Regions from separate parts of the Sus scrofa genome. Here region 1 is linked to region 2. The links are chromatin contacts, called in public Hi-C maps. All regions are on one chromosome and are shown on one strand. The core of a region is the stretch at or near the end of the contact, and the rest is flanking DNA. Distances in the headings are between cores, read along the strand shown. Region 1 has its middle 72 kb from the start of CDH5. Region 2 overlaps LOC102162742 (a long non-coding RNA gene).

What was found. A called contact is a pair of places that touch in the nucleus more often than the background predicts.
Region 1: a Hi-C map of embryonic fibroblasts shows a contact between it and region 2, with 2.0 times the contacts expected there. The contact joins two enhancer-like sites. A contact is called at or near these places in 3 of 47 Hi-C or Micro-C datasets (alveolar macrophages, embryonic fibroblasts and epiblast stem cells) and 1 of 2 datasets of contacts at active chromatin or transcription factors (skeletal muscle).

What each region holds. Positions count from the first base shown.
Region 1 is chr6:27,033,313-27,040,701 of Sscrofa11.1, forward strand. No RefSeq gene overlaps it. Among named protein-coding and RNA genes, the nearest start is that of CDH5, 72 kb to the right of the region's middle. Within about 2 kb of position 1,374, at least 19 of the 83 cell types and tissues checked have an H3K27ac peak or open chromatin away from gene starts, as enhancers often do. A contact at or near this core is called in embryonic fibroblasts, where this site is marked.
Region 2 is chr6:26,886,969-26,894,723 of Sscrofa11.1, forward strand. The region is part of intron 1 of LOC102162742 (a long non-coding RNA gene); the gene reads right to left. Among named protein-coding and RNA genes, the nearest start is that of CDH5, 220 kb to the right of the region's middle. Within about 2 kb of position 4,668, at least 13 of the 83 cell types and tissues checked have an H3K27ac peak or open chromatin away from gene starts, as enhancers often do. A contact at or near this core is called in embryonic fibroblasts, where this site is marked.

The DNA.
Region 1 (7,389 bases), core at 124-2,623, 140 kb after region 2:
CAAAAGGGCTATCGTTTCAAATGGGATGAAATGCAAGAAGTGTGCATAGTAAATGCTCCTTCAATGACACATGTCAGTATGGTTACAACTCTTATAATTTTCAGATGGGGAGCTGAGGGCCCAGGCGAGTGACACCCACAACACTCAGCAGGAAAGTGAGCTGGGAGACCCCAACCCTGGGGTACAGAGGCAGGCCCACCCTCGGCCAGCCCCCACGCCTCTCACCATAAAGTCTCCACATTCTGCACAGGCTACACACGCTCCATGGTGGCAAATAAGATGCTTTCCGGTCTGTCCTCTGGGGGTGGGCAGGGGCCCTCCCACATCGTGTCATTTCAGGGACCATTCGGGCTGTTGGACTTTCTCTGGGGTGGTTTCTCCAGCTATAAGATGAGGACGCAGAACTAGACGGTTCCACCATGTCCTGTGACCAAAGACCAACCCATTTCAACCCCAGCCCCCCAGCGATTTTGGAGACTCCGGCCTATTTAACAAGGCCCACTGCCGCCGAAGGTCAGAGCAGAGATGGCAACTTGCTGGAAATTTTTAAGTCATGGAAACAAAACTTTCACGGGAGAGGGTGGAACACGAGCAGTTTTCAACATGTATTTTTAGGACCCCGTACAGGCCTGGACTCCCTTTGATTCCTTTAGAAACAAAAACAGATGTGTGCTCAGGTTTGCCTGATTTAGACATGGGTGGGACCAGAAGAAAAACAGTTTCCCGGCCAGATTTTCTGATGTGTTGGGAAAAGCCAAAAGGTTCTTCAGAACAAAAAGACAGCCCTCGCCCCCGACTCCCCCTGTATCCCGTTCCCTTCCCTCTCCCAGTCTCCCCTCCCTGCTCCGAGGGGATGTCTGAGGGTCCGAGGTCTCCAAAGCACGGGCAGCCAGCCCTGACCGCAGCCTGAGCCCCGCCCGGCAGCTGGAGACAACTGCTTCCAGATGTGCGAGGTGCGTGGCCAGGACCTGCCCTGGCGGCCAGCGGAGAGCCTGGCGGCAAGGACCCTGCCAGGGACCCCCAGCCCCCACCACCCTGAGACATTCCTCTCAACCCACGACAGGAAACCCTTCCCCAGGCTCTGCTGAGCCAGCCCAAGCTCACTCCTCATCCACCCAAATTCAGATCTTATGAGCCCCATTTCCAGATAAGCCCAAGGAGCTCAGAAATATCCGGAGCTCGGAAGCCACAGGGGAAAGGCAGGTGGGTGAGTCCACAGCCTCCTCCAGCCCCGGGCACACAGCCTGTGGGCAGAGGCTTGGGCCGGCAGGGCCAACTGGGCAGCCACATCTGTGGGCAGAGAAGGGGCTTGGGCACCAGGGATCCCTCCGCTGCGCAGGCGGGGCCCTGGAGGAGGGCGGTCGGGACTGGGGAGCTGCCTCCCACACAACCACACCTGCTCCTGCTTCCTGTCCTTCCTGCCTCCGCAGAGCAATTGTAAAGGACTTGCCGCCTTTCCGGACATGGATCGCACATAAACGACAACTATTCGAGCGGATCCGTGTCCCCAGGCAGCACGTATGTGCAGGCAAACATGCAGGAGGAACACACACACACACACACACACACACACACACACACACCCTTTCCCGCAGCCCTGGGGTAGGGCAGCCCCTTGAAGGGAGGGGGCTGCTTGTTATATTTCTCTCTGATGGCCCCCCAGAGGGCACCCAGACCTCCAGAGTCCTGGCAAAGGGGAAGGAGGACTTAAGGGAAGAGAGAAATTAACAAAGGAGAGGAGAAAAGAAGGATTAAGAGGAGGAAGGAGGTGGGGATGGGAGGGGAGAGGAAAGGGGGTGGGAGGGAAGAGGAGGAGGGGGGCGTGCTGAAGCAGCCTCCTCTGAGCCCCAGTGAGTGACAAGGTGTAGCCCATTAGGCTCCAGGTCTGGAGACAGACATGCACTAAACCAGATTTTTATCAGCTGTGTGATCTTATGCAAGTGACCTAACCTCTCTGAGCCTCAGTCTTTTGACTAAAATGGAGATAATACAGTAGCTGTGTCAGGGGGAAGCACAGAACACACAGAACAGTGCCAGGTAAGTGGCAGGTGCTCAAAGAAGGACAGAATGGTGTTCCTGGGGACCCAGGTGAGACCACACACGTCTCATGGCAGGCACATGGTAGATGCTCAGAGGCTACTGACTGCCCTTGTCACCAGTAGTACTGTCACCCGTATCACAGGCAGGCACTGCTCCCAGTGCCTTTGTGGCCAGGATCTCCTCTGACCCTCCAACACCCCTGCAGGGGTTATATGGTTACTCACATCCTGCAGACGGGTTAGACAGAGGCTCAGAGAGGTTGAAAAGTCACTTCTTCACGAGCACAAAGCTGGCAAGTGGCAAAGCCAAGATGTAAGTAAGAGGGGTCTTGGCACCTGTGTCTTTGCCATGGCATCTCTACAAGGCGCGGGGGGGGTGGTAAGGGGGGTTGTCAAGTTTACATTGTGATTTTTCAGAATTAAAGTCAATGAGGGGATGATTTGATAATTATCATTTATTGAGCATTTACTGCATACCAGGGCCTGTGTGGAGCGTTTTTGTTTTTGAATCCTCATGATGACTTCATGAAATAAGTATTATTACCTTTGTTTTTTAAATGAGGAGAGTGGAGCAAAAAAAATGGTTAAGCAATTTGCCCACAGTCGCCAGCTAGTAAATGATGGACCCTGATTCAAGCATGAGCAGTGTCCCCAGAGCCAGGCTTTTAACTACTCAGCTGGAGACAGATCAACCTCATACAGATACGAAACAGTCTCGAAGACTTTTTTTTATATATATATTTTTGAGTCAAAGGAAAGGGCTGGAGCTGGCTGTCTAATGCGCTCTGCATTTAAGAGGAGATGTATGGCCACATAGGCTTTAACGTGCACAGAGCATCCAAGATGCTGTGGGGAAGCTGGTCAGGATCACTGCCTCCAGGAAGAGGAAGTGGGAAGCTGGGGTCTGGAATGGAGGGAGATTCATGCTTTTGCACCCTTTCCATTTTTTTATAGATGCCTTCAAAAGTATGAATGTGTAAGCCCCCTGTTCAGAAAGAAATGATTTTTACTGCTTTGCCAGCTTAATGGAAATACAGCACTCACTCAAGGAGAAGCCCAGCAGGGACAGAGGTGGTGCCCCTGACGGAGGTCCCTCTACCTCCTCTCCGCAGAGGAGCAATAAAGGGACATCACATTTGAATCTGTGTCCACAGTCCCTGAAAGAGACTAGCCATGGCTCCAGGGTCTTTCCCTATTCCCTGGAGAGGAATCGGCTCCAGGCCCAGGACTTGGATGACAGAGAGAGGCCTGCAGACCCTCCCCTCTAGTTGGAGAAATGACCTTCTCATCCTGGAGAGTGCTCTAGAACTTTCTATAGCTCCCTACTGCCTCTAGGAAGGCTGCCTGCCCTCACTCACTGTCTCCCTCTGGGCCAGCGTCTGGACCAATAATAGAGTAAGGGGAGCTGGGGATAAAAGGCTCCTCCTAGCTCTAAAAACGTGAAGCCCCCCTTGCTCCAGACCCCCCTGCCTTCCTCCTCAAAGCCCCCCCTTTTCCTGCTCCTCGGAGCATCCCACGTGGCCCTGAACCCCTACACCACCTACCCAGGGTCCACAGAGACTCACACCTAACAGGCTCACATTTAGATCTTCTTACACTATAATGGGCCAGTATGTACTTTAGCCGAACACCTCAATAGCACATTTACACACCCGTCTCAGATTTCAGAGGTCCATACTCTGTGGCCTCGGAGACCTTCCAGTGGCAGTTCTCTCCAAGTTCAGCATCCTGGGGGCACTTCATCCAAAGGCACAGTCAGGGGGCCCCAGGGAGGGCCAGCTTCAGTCAGTGTGTGGCCTGGGTCTCTGAACACTCCCATTTAACTCCCCCGCAACACACACACACACACCCCGATGCAGCCGGTAGGTGGGCTTCATCTGGCTGCTGGCTGCCATTCGGCCCTACGGTTTTGTCCCCTCTTGGGGTGGTGGGGCTGAAAGGGCCACTGGAGAAAAAGCAGGCTGGGGTTGGGGCGAGGGGGTGATGAATTCACTTCCGGACGCATCAGATCAAAGGTGCCTGTGAGGGTGTCCAGGGGGAGGGTCAGGGGGCGGCAGGATGGACGCTCCAGTGCCACAGGGTGGGCATCTCCTCCGGAGAGAAAAGACCCAGAATCAAATGCAGAGTCTTCTGCTGAACCCATAGCAAGAGAGAAAGGAGAAGGGAAGGAGGGAGACTGCAGGGAGGAAGGAGGAGTCGCTAGCTCGGACCGGACAAACGAAGGGACCCGGATCTGTTGGGTACCTCGTTCCAGGGCCGGTGACCCATAAGAACCCGAAACCAGAAGGCGTGGGCCGGAGGCGTGGCCGCCAGGGGAGCGCGCAGCGCCGCTTCGCGGGCGAGCAAACTGAGGCGGGAAGGGCGGTAGGCCTCAGCGCGTCCCACCTTCCGCAGGGCCGGGCGGCTCCCCGCGGTGACCGCCGCGAGGGCAGCGGAGACTGGAGTAAGGGGCTGGTGCGGAGCCGAGACCGCGCAGCGTTGGCGGGCTGCTCGCGGGGGGCGCGGCCGCAGCACCGCCGGGAGGCGCGGCTCGCTGGGCTGAGCGGGGCGGGGCCGGGCCGGGCGGGGAGGCGGGCGGGCGGCCGCGTGGCCACAGCACCACCTGGCGGCCATAGGGGCGAAGGTCGCCGCCGTTGCCAGCCGGGGCTTCCCGGTACCCCACCTGACCCCGCCAGCACCAAAACGGCTGCCCTCAGGCCCCAGGCAAAATTCCCCCCGTCTACGTATTTAAAAGCGGACCGCATGGACCCGTTGCTGTCACATACACCCCCCCTCCAAAGAGAATGGGCATTCTCTCCTTGAGATCTTAGCTCTTCTCCCAAACAGTGATGCCTAAATGCAGAATCTCACATTCGTGTGACCCCCGTCCTCACCCGACCTCACTTTAAACTCAGGCAGCGGAGGGTGTCTGAAAGCTCCCTTTTACTGTGCTGAGTTTAAGGTCCTAAAGGCAGAACCCACTTCCCACCCTGGCCATCCTAATAATAGCTAAGGGGCACTTCCTTCCTCAGTGCCAGGGGCTCTTCTAAGCAATTTCCAGGTAAGATTCCCACATAGGCCTACTGTTATCTGCATATGAATGAGGTCGCTGAGGCGCAGAGAGGCTTAGGAACTTGCCCAAAGTCACACAGTTAGAGGGGAAGGTAGGATGTTAATCTACGCAGTCTTGATTCCGAAAGAGGAAAGGGCATAAAAAAGGAATGGGGTGTGGTGGGAAAAAGAAAATTCTCGTCTAAGACAGGGCGGTCCTGGAGTGCTGGAGCCCCTATTTTGTGGAGGGTCCAGGGCATCTTATTTCAAGTTCCCTGGTATCGGGGGACAGGCCATGAGCATGAGTGAACTGCCCAGGCCAAGGCTTAGAGCAGCTAGATGGAGCCATGGGGAGGGAGTGGGAGTTCTCTCCCCACCCACCACCCACCCAGGCCTCTGTCCATCTGCTGGCCTATGGGTGGTCCACAAGGCAGGAGAAGGAAAGCAGCTTCAGGGAAGAACTAAGCATGGAGCATGTGCCTGTCAGAATGATTTCTCCAAGCTCCATCAATGCCTCCAGCACAGGGACTCGCTGTGCCCTCACTTTCAGCTGTGGCCCTCCCTTACCTGTGTCCAACGTGTGCCACACATGCAAGAGCAGAATCCTCACTGGCTGCCTGATTCCTTTGTCTGGCCTCCAGCACAGGAGAACTGAGTACCTTTCCGAGCTTTTTCCTCCAAGCTTTCCGGTCAATCTGTTATAAACCCACCCAGGTCCCTGCACACCTCCCCGCCCCACCCCACCCCCACCCCCACGTGGTGTCTGCAGGCTGCAGAGCTGAGCCTGGTGCATCGGAGGGGCTAGCAGGGGAGGGAAGGGAAACTAGAGCAAGAAAGCGGGGCCACTGCAAGCCTAGGCTTCCAGGCTTGACCAGAAGCATCCTTGAGGTGGAAAGACGAGCACAGAATCCAGTTTCCCATTCAAGAGTAAGTGCTGTTGGAAACGAGGCAAGGCCTCCACTGTGCCAGCGGGGCCCCACAGCCCCAGGACCGAGAGAGGGGTGAATCTTGGAGAGATCTTGGAAAAGGAAGAACAAGAGGGGAGGGTGTACCATTCACACATATCCCATCAGTCTGATTGTCCCCTGCTGTTACCACTACCCTAGAGGCAGAGGCCAAACTGAACTGCTTCGCTGAGTTTCTCTGCCCTTCTCTCTTATGGGAGCTTGCCCAGCAATTCCCCCAGAAAATCCCAGAAATGAAGCAGGAGTGTGTCCACACTCAGACAGACTCTCACCTTGGTTATAAACGGCTGGACCTTGGTGCAAGGATGCTGGCGGGTGGGATCTGTGGATCCATGGGGACAGGAAGAGTGTGGAACCAGCAGGAAAGAGGCCTGGGGGACCCCTTTGATGCCTTCCTAGAACTGGTCATGCTTCTCCCAGCAGCCTCAGGGCCTTTGCACATGCAGCTCCCTCTGCCCAGGCTGTTCTCTGCTCACCCCTTTCACCCCCTAAATGATAAGGCTTTTTTCACCCACAGGAAAAAGTCTCTCTTTCTCAAGAACACTTTCCAGAAGCATGTCTCCCATGAACCTTGTGTCAAGCATCAAGGCAGCAGGGATCAGGTAGTTTATGTGGGGTTCTGAGGCCAGGACTGTGACAGGTGGATTATTTGGGAGAGGTTTGGGGGGAGTGAGGGAGTGGGGAGAGCAACACGGGGAGAAGAAAAGAACATTAAAGATGTGGGGGGAGTTCCATCGTGACGCAGGGTAACGATCGACAGGACATGAGGTGCGGGTCGGTCCTGCCTGCTCAGTGGGTACGATCCGGCGTGCGTGAGGTGGTGTAGGTACAGACGCGGCCGGATCCTGCGTTGCTGTGGCTCGGTGTAGGCGGTGGCTACAGTCGATAGACCTAGCTGGAACTCCATATGCCGAGGAGCGGCCAAGAAATAGCAAAAAGACAAAAAAAAAAAAAAAAAAAAAAAAAAAAAAAAAAAAAGATGTGGCTGGGCAACAGGGCTCTGCTGGAGCCTCCTGGGAGCAGTGAGAAGGTTCCAGAATTGGCCCCCTGAAGACAGGAGGCTGGAGCGATTACCCACCAGCTCCTGACCCCGCTGGTTGAGGGTTGCCAGGGGGTCAAGGGGATTAAGGCTCTGTATTGACTACAGTTTCTGATTTTCGGAATTCCTGGTGCTCCGGCACTGGCGGCCTTGATCCTGAAGATACTGGCCTCCAAGAGCGGGCTGGCTCCCAGCAAATGACTCCCAGGGAGCCTCTCATACAAATCAACCATCCAGATGCCCAGCTCCTCCATCAGCCTCTCCCACACTGTGTCACTGTCCATCTGGCCCCAGGCCAAGCACCTCTGTAGCCCAG
Region 2 (7,755 bases), core at 3,418-5,917:
TGATGGAGTCATTCAGATTAGAATGGGAGAACATAGATGCCTCCCAGAACAACTTCACTCCGCCCTTTATGGGAACCGCCCCCAGATGCCTTGAGCTAGTGGGCTGTCAGTCTTGGTTTTGCTCCCTCTGTTACTTCAGATGTATTTCTGAAGGACCTTGGTAGAGATGGAGTGAGAATTGCTTGCAAGATGCCACCCGGGATTCAAAGTTTCAATGACTCATTTTAGTAAATAAATATAGTAAATATAAAATACTGACATCTGGCAATATTAAGTTTTGTAAGAAGTAGCCGCAATGTCCTCTGTACGTGCTTTTGAGAGTTCCTATTTGGTCCTGGGAAGCCACATAAGAAGGAAAGAGGGAACGATGGTTGCTAAGGAGCTTGGGAGAGATTCCTCAGCCTACGGTCTCAAAACTCACCAGCTTGCCTGGTTCTGCAGAAGCCTTCCTGGGGGTTACCACAGAGGCCCTGCTGAGAATAAGATGCTGCTGGCTTCATTCCCGTCTGCCAAGCTCCCCTGGGAGCCCTCCTCCCTCCCTCCCTCCCTCGGGACCTTACAGGGACAGGGGAGGCTCTTCAAGGCTACCTGGGTCCTCTAGCCATAAGCTCATCACAGTCATGGGCAGACTCTCCCCCTGCCTCCAAGATTCCCATCCTTCAGTTGATCACTCAAACATTAACCTAGGAAGGAATTTCGAACATGCAATTAAAGTCCCGTATCAGCTGATATGTTTATTTATTTATTTATTCGTCTGGATCCTTGACCCACTGCACCCAGCCTGGGATCAAACCTGCGCTGCCACAGAGTCCACACTGGATCCTTAACTCGCTGTGCCACAGCAGAAACTTCATGTCAAGTGATTTTATACAACAGTTATGATCTAGGTAGGCCTGACCCAAGCAGCTGGGCATTTAAAAGCTGAGAGTTTTCTCTGGCTGGTGACAGAAGAGGAAGTCAGAGGGATTGAAAGCCCGAGGAGGATTCGACGAGCCCTTGTTGGCTTGGAAAGGGAGGCGACCACACGAGAAGGAACACCTACTGCCCTAAATTGTGCCCCCAAGCGATAGCCAGTGAGGAAACGGGACCCCAGTCCTCCACCCACAAGGAAATGAATCCTGCCCAGACTTTGAATGTGTTTGCAAGTAGATTCTCCCCAGAGCTCCCAGAACATGGCCCAGCCCAGCAGTCACCTTGAAATCAGCCTTGTAAGATCCTGAGCAGGGAACCAGCCACGACGTTCCAGACTTCTGACCTATCGAACCATGAGCTGATAAATGGGTGTTGTTTTAAGCCACTATGAAGCCACAGAAAAAATGAATACACCATCCAATGGCAACAAAATGCCCCTCCCGCGCCCCAGGGCAGCTGGGATCAGAGCCCCACTCTGTCTGTATCTTTGCAGGAAATTCCCTGTCAAAGATCAAAAGTTAGCCAAGCGTGGTTCATGACAGGAAAACCAATTGCTCCCTGGCTGGCTCTGTGCCGCCTGATCTGAGGGGAAAGGGAGAGAGATTTGCCCATGGAACAGTGTCTCTGGCAGCAGGGACGGCAGTGCAGTGAGCGTGACCCATTAACACATCAAGAGGACGCCAGGGGAACAGCACCACGAAGGCCCCACTTTGATATTTTTTTCCAGGCATCTCGGGGAGGAAGAAGCCAACAGAGGCTGTGCTCTGAATCCAAAGCCATCTATTTCTATGCCTTCAAAAGGGAAAATCATCTAAGCCCTCACAAGGGGAAGAAAAGAGAATGCAAGTTCCCGCAGCCCAGCAGCTGCAAAGAGGGAGGAGGGCCCCGGGTAGCGGGGACCCCCATCCACTCCCCGAATGTTAGAATGTTCCGCCCCCTCCTCGGACCCCACGACCACCAGTGCTCCACCCCTGACAATTTAAGATTTAGGCACGTTCAAGTTTCCTAAGCCTCAAATTAGCCCTTGTAAGAGCTTATCTTCTCTCTCCCCAGTCGACTCTTATCAAGTCTTAAGAAGCTGGGAAATGTTTTAAGTTCATCAGGCCCTAAATGCGGGCGTCTGGGGAATGCCCAGCGCTGTGGCTGTTGGCTCCCCCCGTTTGCCACATTCAGCCCATCTCCCGTCATCCTCTCTCTTCCCTTCATGGTGTTTGTGAAATGCTTGGCAAACTCGTCCCACCAATGAAAGGGAGATGGAGAGAGAATGAGCAGTTAACCTGACACTCGCAGCAAAATCTAGAAACTCTTCTCCTGACCGTGGCAGGCAAATACTCCATCAATCCAGCAACGGCCTTTTTAAAATCCTCTACCCCCCAAAATCGTTTTTAAATAAATGCTTAGAGTGTACCGAACAGGTGGCTTGGTTCCTCCCCTACGAGACCACCCAACACGGTGACCTCGTTTCTGAACCCCAACAGGGATGACAAGGCTTGAATTCCAGTAATAACCACGAACCTGTAGTGAGCACGCAGCCTGTGCTCAACGCCAAGGGTTTCACACATGCAAACTCAGTGACTCCCCTCAACAGTCCTTTGTTATCAAGATGCTTATTATTCCCAGTTTACAGATGAGGAAGCTGTGCCCCAGAGAAGCTAAGGAATTTCACCCCCAAGGAGATCTTTCTGGCTCACCTCCTATTTTACTGCAAATTGGGTCCATGCAGAAATTCCAAGCTGGATGTTTCCCACACTCGCAAACCAGCCTAGGAGATATGCTGACCACATGGAACAAGGGACAAGACTTAGGGGCTTCCAGCAAGGGCAGGCAGAGGTCAAACATACATCCGTGACTTAGGTTCAGGTGGTACAGAAGCGGACCTTGAGATAAGAATTTGTGTGCGAGAGCTTTACTAAGGAAGAAGGAAAAGAAACAGGGCACAGAGAGGAGGAAGAGCTGCGAAAGGGAAGAAGAAGTCAAGCCAAGGTGTGAAGTCAGGGAGGTTCCAGCTCGGGCCTGGCCCCGTGGGGGACTCTGGAGCATAAATTACACCATAGGGTCTGGCCTGCCTCCAGGCAGGGAGCTGGCCTTTTGCGGATGATCACTGGCTGCAGGTCGCCAATAGCTCAAGGGAAGACCTCCTGGGAGAGTCAGAGACAGGAAAGTGGAGCTGAAATGGGTACCCAGAATCAGTAAGGGGATCTGGGCAGAGCCCCGACAGCTCTAGTACAATCTGTTTAAATCCTGATCCTTCTATCTAGCTGTATTGCCTCGGGCAAGTTGCTTGACCTCTCTGAGTCTCAGGATCTGCATCCGCAATAGGAATATTCTTATGCCTTGGAGTTCCCGTCATGGTGCAACGGAAACAAATCCGACTAGGAACCATGAGGCTGTGGGTTCGATTCCTGGCCTTGCTCAGTGGGTTAAGGATCTGGAGTTGCTGTGAGCTGTGATGTGGGTCAAAGACACAGCTCAGACCTGGTGTTGCTGTGGCTGTGGTGTAGGCCGGCAGCTATAGCTCCAACCTCTAGCCTGGGAACCTCCATATGCCACGAGCATGACCCAAAAATTAAAAAATAAAAAAATATTCTTGTGCCTCCTTCATGGAGTTATTATTATCACAGGGTTCAATTCAATAAAATGAAGGTACATGGTCTAGAATCAGGTCCAGTCCCCCATGATGCGGCATCATGGGAATTACTCACAAAGACACAGAAAAAGACAAAAATCCACTGAACAGCTGTTAGTAACTCACAAAGACTTGCAAATGCACTCCTCAGCATCAGCCCCCATCCTTCTCCACCAGTCAGGAGGCTGGTACCATCTCCTTGAGCTGTGACCACACAAGCCAAATTATATCTTCCCATTAACGCTCCCCCCTTCTCCCCACAAAACAAGCTCCCTCGTAAGAGTTGAGAGCTGCCCCCTGCAAAGCCACCTACCACCCTACCACACATCAGGTGTCTGGAACCTGCATTTTATTTTGTTACCTTCCAGAGGGCACCACCAGTAAAGTTTGCAAAAAGGGCCCCAGGTGTAGGGGGCATGCAGAGAAATCTGTCCAGGGTTGGTGCTGCTGGCGCTCCCTAATCGAGCTTCATTGTTTTCGTTCTCTAATTAAGTGTCTCTGCTCACACTGCCAGCTCACCTCCGAGAAACCCAGCTACACGGAGCAGATAGGTAAAAGCTGACAATTAAATTGTCTTATCAAATTTTCACAGCTTAAGTTGTTCAATCGCATGGGGAATGATTAGTGTCTGTAAACAGAGAAAGAGAGTGGCAGGCCCACAGGCTGCAGGCTGCAGCTGGGTGGGGGGCTGAAGGTGGTCCCCTAGATGGGGCAGGAGTGCCCAACTCTGAGAAGGGAGCTTACCAGTCCTCAAAGGGCCCAAGAGGCCTTGTCCTGAGCATCTAGAAAGAAAGGAGTGGCAGAGATCGACTGACCTCTCTGAGGTCTCCGAGACGGCCCTGGACTTGGAGATGGCAGGCAGGGTCCAAGTCCAAGGCGCCACAGCTGACCATCTGGAAGAAACAGGCAAAGCCAGCAATGCACCTGAACTTCAGTGTACATACTGCACTTGCCTAGAGCAGAGACCTGAACCCTGGACACACCTGCTGCTTCCTCTCGGTGCCCCACTGAGAGTGGCTTGGTCCTCAGAGAGCCTTCTCCATGCAGACATCTACGCAGCTTCGGCTTACGGACCATTGAGCAGCCTGGTTTACAGATCACACCCTAAACGGGCCCCCGCTCCTTCCTGCCCAGGATGCTAGGCCCTCCCCACCATTACCCGGATTTTGATTCTTATCCTCTGAATCAGTGCCTGACCACTGGAGGCCATAGCCCTGTTGGCAATAAAGCATTCTTGTGGTTGCTGGAAGAATTGCTTTTTCTGTTTCAGATATTAAAGGAGAAAGCTTAATGTGTCTCATTTTCCTGGAATGTCTCATTTAGATTTGCTATTTGTATGTTCATGGTCCAGGCTCCCTGCCCCAACACACGCACAAAATCTACAAATTACACAGTTATGCGAACAAAACACTCAGCCCCATTTTGACCCTTGGCTTGGATTTTTGGCAACCATCACTTCCTTTGCATGAGATTTTTGACCTTCTGGTTATTAAAAACAGGAGTCCATTATTTGTTTTAGCTCAGTTTCCTGAAAGTATGGGAGAGCTACAGAACTCTGAGGAGTGGGGTTGGAGGCAGGAGTCTGGAAGAAAGGCCTTTGAGAGTGAATGTCTCTTCTCCCTAGTGGGTCAGGATGTTAGATAAAACCAGAGTTTAGACCCAGCCTTGTCCAGGCCCAGCCAGGCAGAGCCAGTGGCCAAGGCTGAACTAGCAGGCATATGATCTGGGAACCAAAGGAGGAGCAGAGCAGGTCTCCAGGCCAGGGGTGACATGGAAGGTGGGCATGAGGCTTAGAGTCAGACTTTGTCCAGCCCACGTCCAAGTTCTTGGAAGCAGAACCATCACTTCTCAGCCAGCTGCAGGGGGTTACCGTGCCTCAGCCACAAGGACTGCAACCTCTTCTCCATCGCTTTAGGACACTGTCACATTCACCACACCTGCGACCCTCTTAGTGCCTCCAAGAGGGAGGCAGGGCGGCGTCTCACCAGCCTATTTGATCTCGCAGGAACCATCCAAGTTCAGAAATGCTACCAAGAACCCACACTTCAGATACAGAATTCACATCTCAATGGGCTTAACTGACTAGCCCAAGGTTGTAAAAAACCTCTATGTCCTCCAGGAGTAGAATCTAGGGTTCCTAACTCCAAATACACTCATTTGCTCCCTTTCAGAACACTTTGGGGAAAGATCCATGTAAAACTCACAGGCCACTGGAAATCCATCTGCCCAAGTTGGAGACTCAGGAACGGACTCTGGGCACACGTACCCTGGAGAAGGGCAAAACGTGTGAGGTCTTCCTCTCTCCTTGTGCAATTTCCGTGGCTGTTTATTTGAGTTCCTCCCTTGTATAAAGACACTCCTCTTCTCTGCTTTTAACAAAGTGAGGGACTGCTGTCTATCTTTTGCAAAGTGTCTAAATGCTCTGCTCACCTGTCCCTCCCTCCTTTTCCACTCATTTTCCTCTTACAGAGCTGCTGCCCTGATGCAGGATGAAGGACACATGTCAGCGAAGGCAGCAGGGGGAGAAAGGGAAAGAAAATGTAATTTTCCTCTACACGGATGAAAATTTACACTGCGAGGATCATCTGCTTTTTGATGGGTTAGTCATGTGTTTTCCATAAAATGAGCCAGCTAAGTTAGAAAGATCGATAGGTTTGATTGACCGTGCAATGCCTTTGATTACTCATGTCAGGAGCCCATGCTGGTGCGGACAGTTCACCAGAGAAGCATCCTTTTTGCACCGAGTGGGACTCAAAGGTGAAGAGAAGCACGTGAACGGGACCCTGGGGAGACTCGCTGAGCTGTGGAGCAGCTGAGGGGAGAAATCCCACCAGACAAGGAATGTACACACGTGTCAAGTTCAAAGCTAACGGAGACCCTGGCATTTCAGCAAGCAGACATCTTCCACTTCAACCACTCTAAGACAAACAGCTGGGAATCTCCTGGGGGTCATGGGTACATCAGAAAGAAAACTGAGCAGAGAGAAAAGATGGGAGCCAAAGATGGAGAGTTGAGGGAGAAGGACTGGAGTGGGAAGCCAGAGATGGATGAACCAGAGCAGGGAAGAGCCCTTCCCCAAATCAAGGTAGCTCACTGTGTTAACTAAAGACAAAGCCCTCCCTCCCCCATCCCCGGATATATGTATATGCATAGCTGATTCACGTTGCTGTACACCTGCAACTAACACAACACTGTAAGTCAACTCTACTCCAGCAAAAGAAAATTTGAAAGCACCCCCTCCAGCCATAAGGTGGGGGAGGGCACACAAGGCTGCTCACTGACACGTGTCCCAGGGAGGAGAAACTTCCCTCACTTGATCCCAGATGCCCCCTCTCACGGTCGTGGGACCCTGACTGAGCTCCAGAGAGTTTACCTCCTCACAAAGCAATGCGCTCATTCAAAAATGACAGGATTTAGCCTAAACAATATTTGTGCCATTGCTATTCAGACCCAACTTTGTTAGGTAGGTTATACTTCAGGTCCAGCTTACTGATGGTAAAAGTGAGGCTCATTGACTTGTCCAAAGACACACATATGATGGGAGCCAACTGGGATTCAACCTCAGATGCCCACACCGTAAATCCATTACTCTCTCTGATGGCAAAATTTCACATCAGCCCTTCTCAGCCTCCTGGAGAAGAAGTAGGGCTGAGAGGACAGAGAGGGGCTCATTTTTCCAGCCCCACCCCCCAACCCTTCAGCTCCACCTGACAACCCCATCTGGATTCCTTCAGCATCAGAGACTGGAGCTCGCAGGCAGCCTGCAATACTGTTCGCACAGAACGTCCCTGTGAGCCCTTCGCCTTGACCCAGGCAGAAGCACGCAGGCCGGAGCCGTTAGTCTCTTCCTGGGGCCTCACCTCATCCATCACCAGCTCTCTGAGCGCCCGGCCCTCCCCCCTTCTTGCAAGGCAGAGCCAAGACAGAGAGGAAGGCTCTCAACAGGCCATCCAACACAGCCAGCTGTTCCCAAGCTGCTGCGCCTTTGGAGAAAAAGCTCCCTAACCTCGTGTGCATCATAAACATGTCTTTCCCAATCCTGGGCGTGGCCCTGGAGTCAAGGATCCTGAGAAATACCACGGAATTCAGTTCTCGGTGGGTCAGAGCTATAGCAGATGTTGGGGAAGAAGCAGATCCATTCATCCGCACACACGTGAGGAGACCCACTGCGTGGAATGCACTGTGCCTTGTGCTAGGTTCCAGGGAAACAGAATGAA